Linked DNA regions of Mus musculus: all the other regions are linked to region 3. Evidence: chromatin contacts called from public Hi-C and HiChIP or PLAC-seq data. All regions are on one chromosome and are shown on one strand. Each heading gives the region's core, a stretch centred on a gene start, on an enhancer-like site or on the middle of the called end of the contact. The rest is flanking DNA. Distances are from core to core; before and after follow the strand shown. Region 1 has its middle 39 kb from the start of Gm31419. Region 2 overlaps Gatb (glutamyl-tRNA(Gln) amidotransferase, subunit B). Region 3 has its middle 16 kb from the start of Gm26204.

The links. HiChIP or PLAC-seq counts read pairs in DNA pulled down with a chosen protein or histone mark. Hi-C and Micro-C count contacts between places; a contact is called where the count stands out from the background.
Region 1: a Hi-C map of cerebral cortex shows a contact between it and region 3, with 11 times the contacts expected there. The contact joins two enhancer-like sites. A contact is called at or near these places in 1 of 39 promoter capture datasets (stem cell-derived epiblast-like cells), 2 of 15 datasets of contacts at CTCF or cohesin (large pre-B cells and pro-B cells), 5 of 484 Hi-C or Micro-C datasets (the G1E-ER4 cell line, Th1 cells, cerebral cortex and 1 more) and 1 of 9 other capture datasets (embryonic stem cells).
Region 2: a CTCF HiChIP or PLAC-seq map of the NIH/3T3 cell line shows a contact between it and region 3, with 13 read pairs. The contact joins two enhancer-like sites. A contact is called at or near these places in 5 of 39 promoter capture datasets (cranial neural crest, embryonic stem cells, liver and 2 more), 1 of 15 datasets of contacts at CTCF or cohesin (the NIH/3T3 cell line), 3 of 484 Hi-C or Micro-C datasets (cerebral cortex, cortical neurons and nephron progenitors) and 1 of 115 datasets of contacts at active chromatin or transcription factors (oligodendrocyte precursor cells).

Annotation. Positions count from the first base shown.
Region 1 is chr3:85,529,001-85,532,651 of GRCm38.p6, forward strand. It overlaps Gm3740. Among named protein-coding and RNA genes, the nearest start is that of Gm31419, 39 kb to the left of the region's middle. Within about 2 kb of position 1,956, at least 18 of the 459 cell types and tissues checked have an H3K27ac peak or open chromatin away from gene starts, as enhancers often do. A contact at or near this core is called in cerebral cortex, where this site is marked.
Region 2 is chr3:85,602,694-85,606,111 of GRCm38.p6, forward strand. It overlaps Gatb (glutamyl-tRNA(Gln) amidotransferase, subunit B), which reads left to right. Exons shown (of 13, transcript NM_144896.4): 4 at 1,688-1,886; 5 at 2,322-2,444. Among named protein-coding and RNA genes, the nearest start is that of Gm46809, 28 kb to the left of the region's middle. Within about 2 kb of position 2,003, at least 12 of the 459 cell types and tissues checked have an H3K27ac peak or open chromatin away from gene starts, as enhancers often do. A contact at or near this core is called in the NIH/3T3 cell line, where this site is marked.
Region 3 is chr3:85,922,579-85,926,090 of GRCm38.p6, forward strand. No RefSeq gene overlaps it. Among named protein-coding and RNA genes, the nearest start is that of Gm26204, 16 kb to the left of the region's middle. Within about 2 kb of position 1,588, at least 76 of the 459 cell types and tissues checked have an H3K27ac peak or open chromatin away from gene starts, as enhancers often do. A contact at or near this core is called in the NIH/3T3 cell line and cerebral cortex, where this site is marked.

The sequences.
Region 1 (3,651 bases), core at 706-3,205, 390 kb before region 3:
CTTCTAAACAGTGGGTTTCATAGAAAAGAAGAGGGAGGTAGACGGTCGCCTGCCTCTTCCTTCCCTTTCCCAGGTTCAAAGCAAGAAACAATACCCTGGCAAAGGCAGTCCAAGAATGAGATATTGCAATTTAGCTAATGGTCTCTACAGGAAGCAGAAGTCATTTCTTTGCCACTCTGTGGTACTTAGACGGCATCGAGAATGTTGGCTTTCTCCTGACCTTGCTTGAGCTGTCCACGGGCATTGTCCACAGTCACGTGCTTGTGTCAGTACCACAGGCTTGGGCGAACAGGTCATGGGGCATGTGCACTTGCCTCTCTGGAAGTCATGAAGCAGAGCAGGTGGCCCTTCCCGCCTTCACTTCTTGTCATCGTCTGTGATGGAAATTCCTTCCTGAGCAGATAGGACCCCAGCTATGTGGCTGCTTGGTTGAGGCAAAGCAAGAAAGCTCAGTTCCAACCCTAGAAAGCCCTTATAGATGTCTTATGTGAGTTCCAACCCTAGAAAGCCCTTATAGATAGATGTCTTATGTGAGTTTGCCATCAGGTTATCTCCCCTTACCTAAAGCCAGGGCTGATCTTCCTTTTACTCCCTTAGTTCCTAAGGCCTCCAGGGCTAGAATCAGTCAGTCTGATACCTACTTAGGCAAGGCCTTATTATTCATTCAAGGTTTCATCTGCTTTAAAGTCACTTCTTAAGTACCTATTACAGAAACAGGTAACTTGAATAAATCAAGCTAGCATGGGCTAGGTTGGAACAGGGCTTAGCTCAGTGGCAAAGTATATACCTAGCAGCATAGATGTGTCTCTGTATTTGATTCCCAGTACCATGGGGGGAAAAAAAAGAGAGACATAGATCATACTGTAGTAAGAATCCTAAAATCTCAGTAGTCAAAAAAAAAGTTTATTGGCTATGCCATATATTTGCCAGGTTGCCAAAAGAGCTATATGTCAGAGCCATTCAATAAATCAGAACACCACCAGTGACCAAGGGATGGGGGGGAGTCATCATGATGGATGCAACCTTTTTACATTATTAGCCAGAGTTAGTCTCATGGCTTCATCTACCCCCAAAAGGACCAGAAGATACAATTCTCTTTGTGTATCTGAAGTCACAGAGCCAGAAGTATTGATCAAGCTCCAGAAATGACTATGCACTCTCAGGTCAGCTGTTTATTACACTTAGAAGGAAAATTAAGGTCTGCAGAGTAAAGAATTACCCCTTGTGGTCCTATTTACTATTTGTGTTCCATTCTCACATTCTAGGCAGTGATAACCAGAAAATCGGATGACGGTGTTTCTGATTCATACCTGGTGTTTACCTGATGTACTCAGTTCTCTAGGTGGCTTGCCGGAGAGAACCCAAAATTACATAGGTATGTGCTAAAGATGAAAAGGACAGGGTGAGAGTGTGTACAAAGAATATGCTAAACTATTTCAATTTAGTGGGAGAGAGAAAAGGAGGGAGGGAAAGGGGGAGGAGAGAGAGAGAGAGAGAGAGAGAGAGAGAGAGAGAGGCAGAGACAGGACTCTCAGAGGGACAGCAAGTGGATGGAAATGAAACTGGACAAGGGTAATTTTGGCTGCAAGCTGCTAGTTTTCTGGAAGCATGAAAACAGAAGAGTCAGTGTAAAGATTATTGCATCAGGCTGAACATGAATCAGTTACAGCTTGGAGCAGAGTCTGGAGGAAGGAGACATCGGAGATTACGGTGGAGGCATAATTGATGCAGGGAGGCAGTGGTGAGCAGAAGGATGGATGTGTGTGTTGTTCTTGGACCCAAGAGGATTGCAGCACTTCTGTAGGGATGCTTCTCTGTGGCAGCAAGAATCTGCAGTCCAAAAACAGAAAGGCACAGAAATGATATTTCTCTGGCCTTGCAAATGCTGTAGATGTGCTCAGTACAAAACGCAGCAAAGAAAGAAAGAAATTCCAAATGTGGCCAGTGATGTAATGCTGAGTGTCTATCCTCAGGAAGAGGCGTCCAGAACTCCTCGTGCACCTTAAGTAACGATTTCAGAGAATCGGTCTGTGAAGGGATCCCACACTCAATCTGTTGGCAGATTCCATTGGCTCTGCCCTCAACTTACAACCTCAGTAAACTCTATCTCAGCACCACCTGCCACCTTCCTCCGAGCCACCATGATCTCTTGTCAGGTTTTCCTGCAGCAGCCTGTCTTACCGTTGAAAGCCCAACTCCCTAACTCTTATGAAGCTGTGTTAGGTGTTTTGTTTGAAATGGACCATTTCTCTATCTGAAACTCTTCAGGGATTTCCAACTCCTCCCAGAGGATCTCAGGGCCTTCCTTGGTCCTAGAAAGCCCTATAATACACGGACTTCTAAATCTCTATGCACTTGGTTCCTTCCTTTGTTCTCATTTGACTGGGGACACATGAGTATTGCTACTCCCTCTGCCAAGCCTCAGTCTCAGGGTCTTTGCACAGGCTGTCTCCAAGCTTGGGAGTCTCTACATCCAGAAATCTGCACTGGGGCTCTCCCTCCTTCTGATATCTGCCCAAGCATCATTTTATCAGTGAGGTCTTTGGCACCCAGCCTATTCAATGGAAAAGCCCAGCTGCAGCCTTGAAAGATTAGGCCCCTAACTCTTGCCTTAACCAGTTTTGTGTGAAGAGCTTGTTATGTGCAACATTTTTTTCTATCTTGTTTAGTCATAGTGTAAGTGGGCTCCGGGTGATGGGACAGGAGGATTCTTGTGTGATTTGTTCACTGCTGTAATTCTAGCACTGGGAAGAGGAGATGAGCCCAATTAATGAGTGCTGATTTGATAGAATGAAACCCTAACCTTATCAGTGCATCGGCACAGCAGGGAAGGACACTCAAGAGATAAGCACTTCTTCTTTTTTTTTTTTTTTTCTGAGATGCTGTGTGTAAACCTGGGGATCTCCTCCTCCTCCCTGCTTCTGGCTGCCATGGATACAGGTTTCTTCAAGGGGGTCAAGGATGTGACAGATGCTTTACATTAGCTTTTATGTTCCCCATAAAATTAGCAAAAAGCAAACCTTGAATAACAGAGCTGTGATTCTATCTCGCACTTCTGATCTGACACAGACCGTAAGAGCTTGGATCTGGAGGCTAAAGGCTGTTTCCAGAACCTTCAATGGGATTACACCTGTGTAATTCATTTACTCTTACTCATTTTATAGATGTTTACAGGCAGAGAGGGAGAGGAAAAAAATCCACAGAGCCAGCAACAACCAAAGGGGAGGGAGGAAGACAAGTAGTGGTTTTCATTTCTAAATTATAATCATTACATATGGCACAATATCCTGCCAGACAATAATACGTATCAGATAAATGAGAAAGCACGGTTAACATCAAGGTAAACACAACGAGATGGCTTTGTAAAAGAGGAGCATTACTTTGCTTCAGCTTTGGAATATGATTTTCAATATAGCAATTTCAATTCGCATGAAAAGTCAAGAGACTAATGGATTTTCAGCCAAGGGGACTGGTATAGGAAATATGATCAGAGACTGCCCAGGAGGACATTCAAAAGGCCTCTGAACTGCCCTACCCCAGCTACACAAGTACTAGCAACCCATGAGCTTTCATTACGCATGCCCGAGTTTCTAAAGAAACAAAACACAAGAGAAAACAAAGCAGTCATGCAGCTAGATTTAGGGCAGTGAC
Region 2 (3,418 bases), core at 753-3,252, 320 kb before region 3:
AATAAAAAGGAGATCAAGTAGGAGCCTGTCACTTCCCCACAGCCCCAACTCCACGAACTCTGTTGTATAAAATTCAAAGAAATGTTTCATTTTTCAGTACTAAGGATGCAGCCTAGGACACTGCACATGCTAGATAACTCTGTCTCACCTGACTCACATACCACACTGGAAATGTTTTCATTGTAGCTTGTTCTTCCTGGACTGGGCAGTTCAGCCTATCCAGAACAGATGATTATGGTATTGCACAGGACATGTTTATGCTACAGTGCATTTGTTGTTTATCTGAAACTCAGATTTAGCAAGGTGCCCTAGTGTTTTGTCCAGCAACCCAGACCAGAATTCAGGTTTATACATGAAGACTTCTATCTGAGCATAGGTAGGAAGTTAGCCTTCCTACAGTTCCCCAAGTGTGTTCCTAGGGCACCCAGTACCAACATTTCCCAGAGCCTTGTTAGGACTATAAATTTTCCAGCCTTACTCCAAGCCTGCATCAGAAACCTTGAGGGTGGTATTAAGCATGCTGTGGTTTGACATGTCCACTTGATTGTCTGAGGTTGTAGAAGTTTTAAAATCCTTTCACTGGCCTACTAGGGAGATACACACACAGACTTGGGCCATTGTGGCTTAGGGATCTCCTGCATCTGTGTGTGGCTTTAGGCAACACCCTTGCCCCCTTCTTGCGTTCACTACATGGCTTGAGGGATTGAATGAGGGCAACAGTATCCAGCAAGTACTGCAGATGCTTTAGCCATTATTTTCTCTTTATCTCCAGTCTTTTCATTGCTCTGTATTCTCAGCATGTGTTGAAAGTAATTCTTCTTTTCCATTTAGAGCAGTGGCTCTCAGCCCTCCTAACGCTGAGATCCTTTAATACAGCTCCTCGTGTTGCAGTGCCCCCCCCCACCACCATGAAATTGTTTTCATTACTACTTCATAACTGTAGTTTTGTTACTGTTATAAATCATAATAAAAATATCTGTGTTTTCCATTAGTCTTAGGCAACCCCTGTGAAAGGGTTATTCATCCTCTAAAGGGGTTGTGACTCTTAGGTTGAGAACCACCGATTTAGAAGGAGGGACAGCATCCTCACAGCAGCTATCAGTTATTTCATGCTCTACGATATCCATTAGCCAAGTGTGCTCATAGCACAGCACTTTCTGGCCTGAGGAACAAGGAAGGACAGTTGGCATGGTTGCCTACCTGTAAGAGCAGAACTCAACAAAGTAAATGCTGTGACAGTTGCTGTAGGCCATGCTGCAAGTAGATGGCTAACTGCTTAGCCAGCATTCCCCAATAAGGGGCTCAGCAGGAGCCTGGTGATGAGATGCAGAGTTTAGGCTAATGAGCTAAATGAAAACAATAAATTCTTCTCTTAGGGGCTTCTGACAGTGAGGTTATTGTTATTCCCCAAAATGGGGCTGCAGCAAGCAAGGTAGGATTTGTGTTGCTAATTGCATCATTATTAGGGGCAAGAGACCTTGGGTGGGTAATGGGGTAATGGGAAAAGCCAGAAGAAGACAGGTTAATTATGCCAGCAGTGTATAAAGTAATTTTTTTTTTGTCTCCTTGTTTCTCCTGTTATTTGGGTCTGTTTTAAGTGAACCTTTATGATGTGAAACTAAAAGTGAAGCGAATCCCAGCTTTCAGTTCTGGTCTAGCAACTAAATCCGTGTTTGTTTGCGAGCAGGCTGGCTACCAGATCACCCAGCAGAGGCTCCCAATTGCTGCCAATGGACACTTGACCTACTGTATCTATCTAGGGAAGAAACCCAGTCAGGTGACCACCAAGACAGTGAGGATCAAGCAGATCCAGTTGGAGCAGGACAGTGGCAAAAGCCTCCATGACGACCTGAGGTCACAGACACTCATTGATTTGAACAGAGCCGGTAGGCTGGGTCTGCCCTGCTTCTTCCAGCCCTCTCTGCTCCGGGGTTGTAGGCATTTCACTTCCCTTCTAGACTTTCTCAAGCCAATTGAGAAAGCAGACACAGGAGCCTGACTGACAGAGATCAAAATATCCATGTGGGTATTGGCAGAGCTGATGGGAGTGCACGGCCTAAACCATGCTCACTGCTAGGGCTGCCAATTATTCAGCCCTAAAATCAGACAGACCTATCTGCCCTGTCACGGCCCACAGCTGGATGTCCTTAAGCAGACATTGAAAGAAATGAACCAAAGTTAAAAATCGACAAGGTTCAGAAGTGGGGGAAGGAGGGGTGGGGCTGCTTAGAGGGTCCTGCCAGGTTTTCCCTCAATTTCCCAACTCCTTAACTGATGAGTCTGTCAAGCCCACGCCAGGCTGACTCACCTCTCTTTGGTAGGAATTGGCCTTCTTGAAGTGGTCCTGGAGCCTGACCTGTGCTGTGGAGAAGAGGCAGCCCTAGCTGTCAGGGAACTGCAGCTGATCCTTCAAGCCCTGGGCACCAGCCAAGCCAACATGGCAGGTAGAAGCTGTGTGGACAGTGTCTCTGCTCCGCATCATCTCCTCTCCTTTCTGGCACTTTCAGCATTTAGCCTATTGCACCCCATTTTTTCTCCTCTTAGAATTCCTCTTGGGCTCCTTTCATTAGTCCCAAACCAAAAATAGACACAAACATTGCATGCACATTGAGCCAGAGAGTGTGAGATAGAAGTCAAGAGATAAGATTTACCTTCTCCCTGCCTGTTCCCTGAGAAGTGTGGCAATCATGAGGTGTGTTCGGTTCAGACCTTTCAGAAAAGGACACTGTTCATGAATACTATTTAATTTTGTGAGTTCTGTACACATAGCCAGTTGCTATTTAAGGAAGATCTCTTTCTCATCTTTTGCAAAATGTTCATCTGTCTTGAAGTATGATCTACCCTGATTTGATGTTTATACATTATACATACATAAGTATGTGGAAATAGTAAGATGTTAAACTGTATCCCATTCATTTGTACAATAAAAACATCTTTAAGCCCAGCACCCAGAACACAAAGGCAGGTGGATCTCTGTGAGTGCAAGGCTAGCCTGGTCTACAGAGAGCATCTGAGGCCAGTGAAGACCAAATAGGGACACCCTACCTCAAGAAACAACAACAGTTACCCAATATATTATTTTAAAACTTGAGTAAAAATTTTTATGTGTGTGCAGGTAAAGCCAGTTTATTGGCTCTGAAATAAAGTTATGATTACATAGGCCTAGAGATACAGCTCAGTAGAGTGCTTACCTGGCATGTGTGAGGCCTAGGTTCAATTCCCAGCACTACAGACAGACAAAGATTATGTCAAACTGCCTTGATCTTAAAGATCAAACAGGGAGACACTTGTTCTCCTGGGTCTGGAGTGTGATGAAATTACATTATGTACATGAGTGAAACTATCATAACGAACATTACTTAAAGTAAGTCCTAGGTCTGCTGACTTCTGTTTCTTCATGACAACTTTGTTATAGGCC
Region 3 (3,512 bases), core at 338-2,837:
GACTCCCAATAGCATAAATTATGACGTACACAGCATTTCCCAGCACATACGCCTGCCCAAAAAAAAAAAAAAAAAAAAAAAATGTGACCTGAATCTCTTCCTGCCTATGGCTTAATTTCCTGTTTCCAGGAAATACATCTGGTGTATTCAAGGGCACCTCGAGAAATAGTCAGGCAAATTTAGAGAGCAGGGCACTGCAAGATGGCTCACTTGATAGCTTCATAAAGTCAATGCTAAGAAAATAAGTGCAAAGACTAAACTAAAGGAAAATATAAGTGACAATTCAATAGCCAATATTTGCATATATACTTCTATTTGTAAGTATTTTAAATAAACTGTGTGTGCTTACTACAGGGAAATTTTAAATCCATAAGAAAGTCAATAATCACATATAATTACGACTAATTAGTGATTTGTTGAAATGCTCTTTCCAAGGCCTTTTGAGTCGGCTTCTCCATCCCTGGCTAACATTAAGGGCGAGCCAGCCTATCAGTCAGCAAACGTGGGCCAATACAGCAAGCATCTCCAGCCTCAGCTAGCTAGGATCTGTCCTCTTCTTCACGTGCAAGACTGGATATCCATCTGTTCCGTTATTTTCCTCAATAATTTTCTCCTAACTATAAAAGTGCTTTTGTTTCTTATTTTATAAAATTATAAAACATAAGAGGAAAATTAGACTTCAACAATAAGTCTACCAATTAGAGATTTTATTATGTGTATGTGCCTCTTAAACACTTTAAGAACACTAGAATCTCAAATCGTTTGGGTATCTGGACTTTGCTTTTGTTATTGTCGTTGTTTGACTGCGGGGGTGGGTATTTGTGGGCACACATATGCCTATTTTTCGGGCATTCATGAAATGGAGGTTTACATGGGAGTGACTTACCTTAACTACCTGACACCTTAGCTTCTGAGCCAGGGTCTTGCTGAACCTAGAGCGAGCTGACCAGCAGACCCCAGGGATCCTCCCGTCTGCCTCTGCAGCTCTAGGGTTACAGCGCCCTGCTTTCCAAATTCAGGTCCTCGTGCTTAGCGGCAAGCACTTTACTAGCTAAGCCACCTCCTCAATTCCCAGGCACACACACACACTTCTTTTTTTCTTTTTTAGATAAAGTCCCATTGTGAGACACAAGCTAGTCTCTAACTTGTAATCCCCCTGCCCTACTTAGCCCCCTGAGTACAGGGGGTTACAAATTTGTCACCATAACGGGCTATTTATTTATTTACAAAATTTATTCTCGTTTATCATTTTCCCTGCCTTTAAAATAATGTCTGGAACACAGTTACATAGCTGCACTGTTTTCTTTTGTATGAACATTTAGCAAGTCATTTTACCAGCCCTTCATCATTAGATATTTCTATTACTTCGAAATTTTTCCCAAGGCAAGACCACTGCGCACTGGAGTAAGGGAACGTGCAATAAGCCTGTAGTAACTGTCGTTTAATAAACCACAGAGCTTAGAACTGAGGGGCGACATGGATGGCAGGGATAAAGAATGTCTTCCCCCTGGTTCCAGGAGGTCGGTTTTTACTGCCCTAGCGAGGATTCCCTGGAACCCGCCTCTCCAGGGTTCCTACTGTCTGCTGAGCTGCACTGCATCCCTGTGGCCATGGGTGGTACTGCAGCACGGAGGCCTCAGCAAAGCTGCTTAGATTCCTTTCCTGACCGATTTTTTAAATCCAATTTAAAACTGTGACCATTTTCCTTCAACTCTCAAATTGGAAATTTACAAGCCCAAACTGATAGTCTGTGTGATATTTCCCTTGTAATAAACACTACTTTAGTGCCTTGAGCATTTAACTAAAACAAACAAAAACCTACCCAGCTGTAGCGCCCGCCCTCTCCCCCACACCGTCCTTTAGTCATATTGAAGGAAGCCCTCAAACAAGTGGAGATTATTCTTCTCTGTGGGACTTTCCACATGCTAGCAAGAACTCCTAAGGCTCGGCATTCTTTGGATTCCAGTGGGTTTGGTTGTCTTCCACATGCTACATGGACTGTAAACAGTCCTGCCCCACAATCCGATCTCCTCCCCTACAGGGCTGGAAAGGTTCCTCACGTTACCCATCCTTTCTCATATCTTGGAGACAGTAAGTCCCAAAGTGACACAGTAGAAATCTAGTGTGCAGAAACCCGGAACAAGGTGGTGTATGATACAATACATTCTCTTCATGCAGTTCCGTTATACTTAGCTCTGTCAGTGTTCCTGAGGCAACTACTAAATGGCCACAGACACTGACATCAAGAAGAAAGAGCAAGGGAGGAGAAGGAAGGTCCGAGAGATAGGCTCTCAACTGTGCACAAAGTACTGCTCCTTTCAAACTCTTCCAGTAGGGTCAAAGTTTGGAGTGTGGATGGTTTTGTTTGCTTGCTTCCTTTTTCAGTACTGCATATGGACCCATGGCCTCAGGAAAGCTAAGAAAGCGGTCTACAACTGATGCTGTACCGCCAGCCCATTGATGAGCTTAAGATGGTGAGCTCAGACACCCACATTCCCAAAAGAGTTTTTGGCTACCCACGTGACTCTAATATACCACCGGCATTGCAAACCTTTGCCTCAGAATATCTACAGTACTGAAGAGAACTCCTGAGGCTCAAGTCATAAAGACATAGTTCTAAGAGTAAGAATTTCTGAGGCAGGGGGAGCACGCCTTGAAGGCAGGACTGGTTGTAGAGATCTGCTAGGCTTGATGTCTACCAACCATTCTTTCTTCTAAAAGCAACTGATGTTCCCATGGAAACTGCTGGCTCCCTACCCAAGTCTGTCACTTGAGGTATGTGAGCTTCCTACCCTGGCTCAGGACAACCCTGGCCACTCCTGTCCTGCACCGTGCATCCAAGATATGACTTTACTTTCATGGAGCTAAACTTGCCCTTGGACTCAGTCATAGCTGAACCTTAAGGCTAACCATCTACCCTCAGCCCTTTCCACTCCTGAGCCAGCCTATCCTCCCTTTTATTGTTTTTTCTAAGTGATTTTTATTCGAGCTTTGTCATTTACAACATAAAAATTTCTGACAAATGTATATGCTTTCTAGCTATGTCCACACACAGGAAGGCATTGATATATCCTGATGTTTGTTTTTGTTCCATGATAAAAATTTCCTTCATCGTTCTAGGCAGAGCTCAAGCTAATGAATCACAAATCCCATATATTTGGAATGCTTCAGCCTTGTTCAATGTATCTATTTTTAGCATGGATCTTATAAACTGTCCACATACATAAAATGGAGATACAATATTTCACAGAGTTTTTGAAGGCAACAGGAAAAACTAACATGAAATCATTTCATGCTAGTTAAGTGTTGGCTTTTCCAAAGGGTATTCCTCATCATTGTCGTCATCATTGTCATGTCATCGTCACCATCCATCATCACCATCATCATCATCTCTCATTTTCTGTCACCAAGTTCCTGGAAAGTTACCTATCGTTAGTTTCAATGGTTACACAAAGACAATGTAATCAAGCAAGAAAGTGGTGAAAACATTATACTCTGGCTTCTTCCAGGAT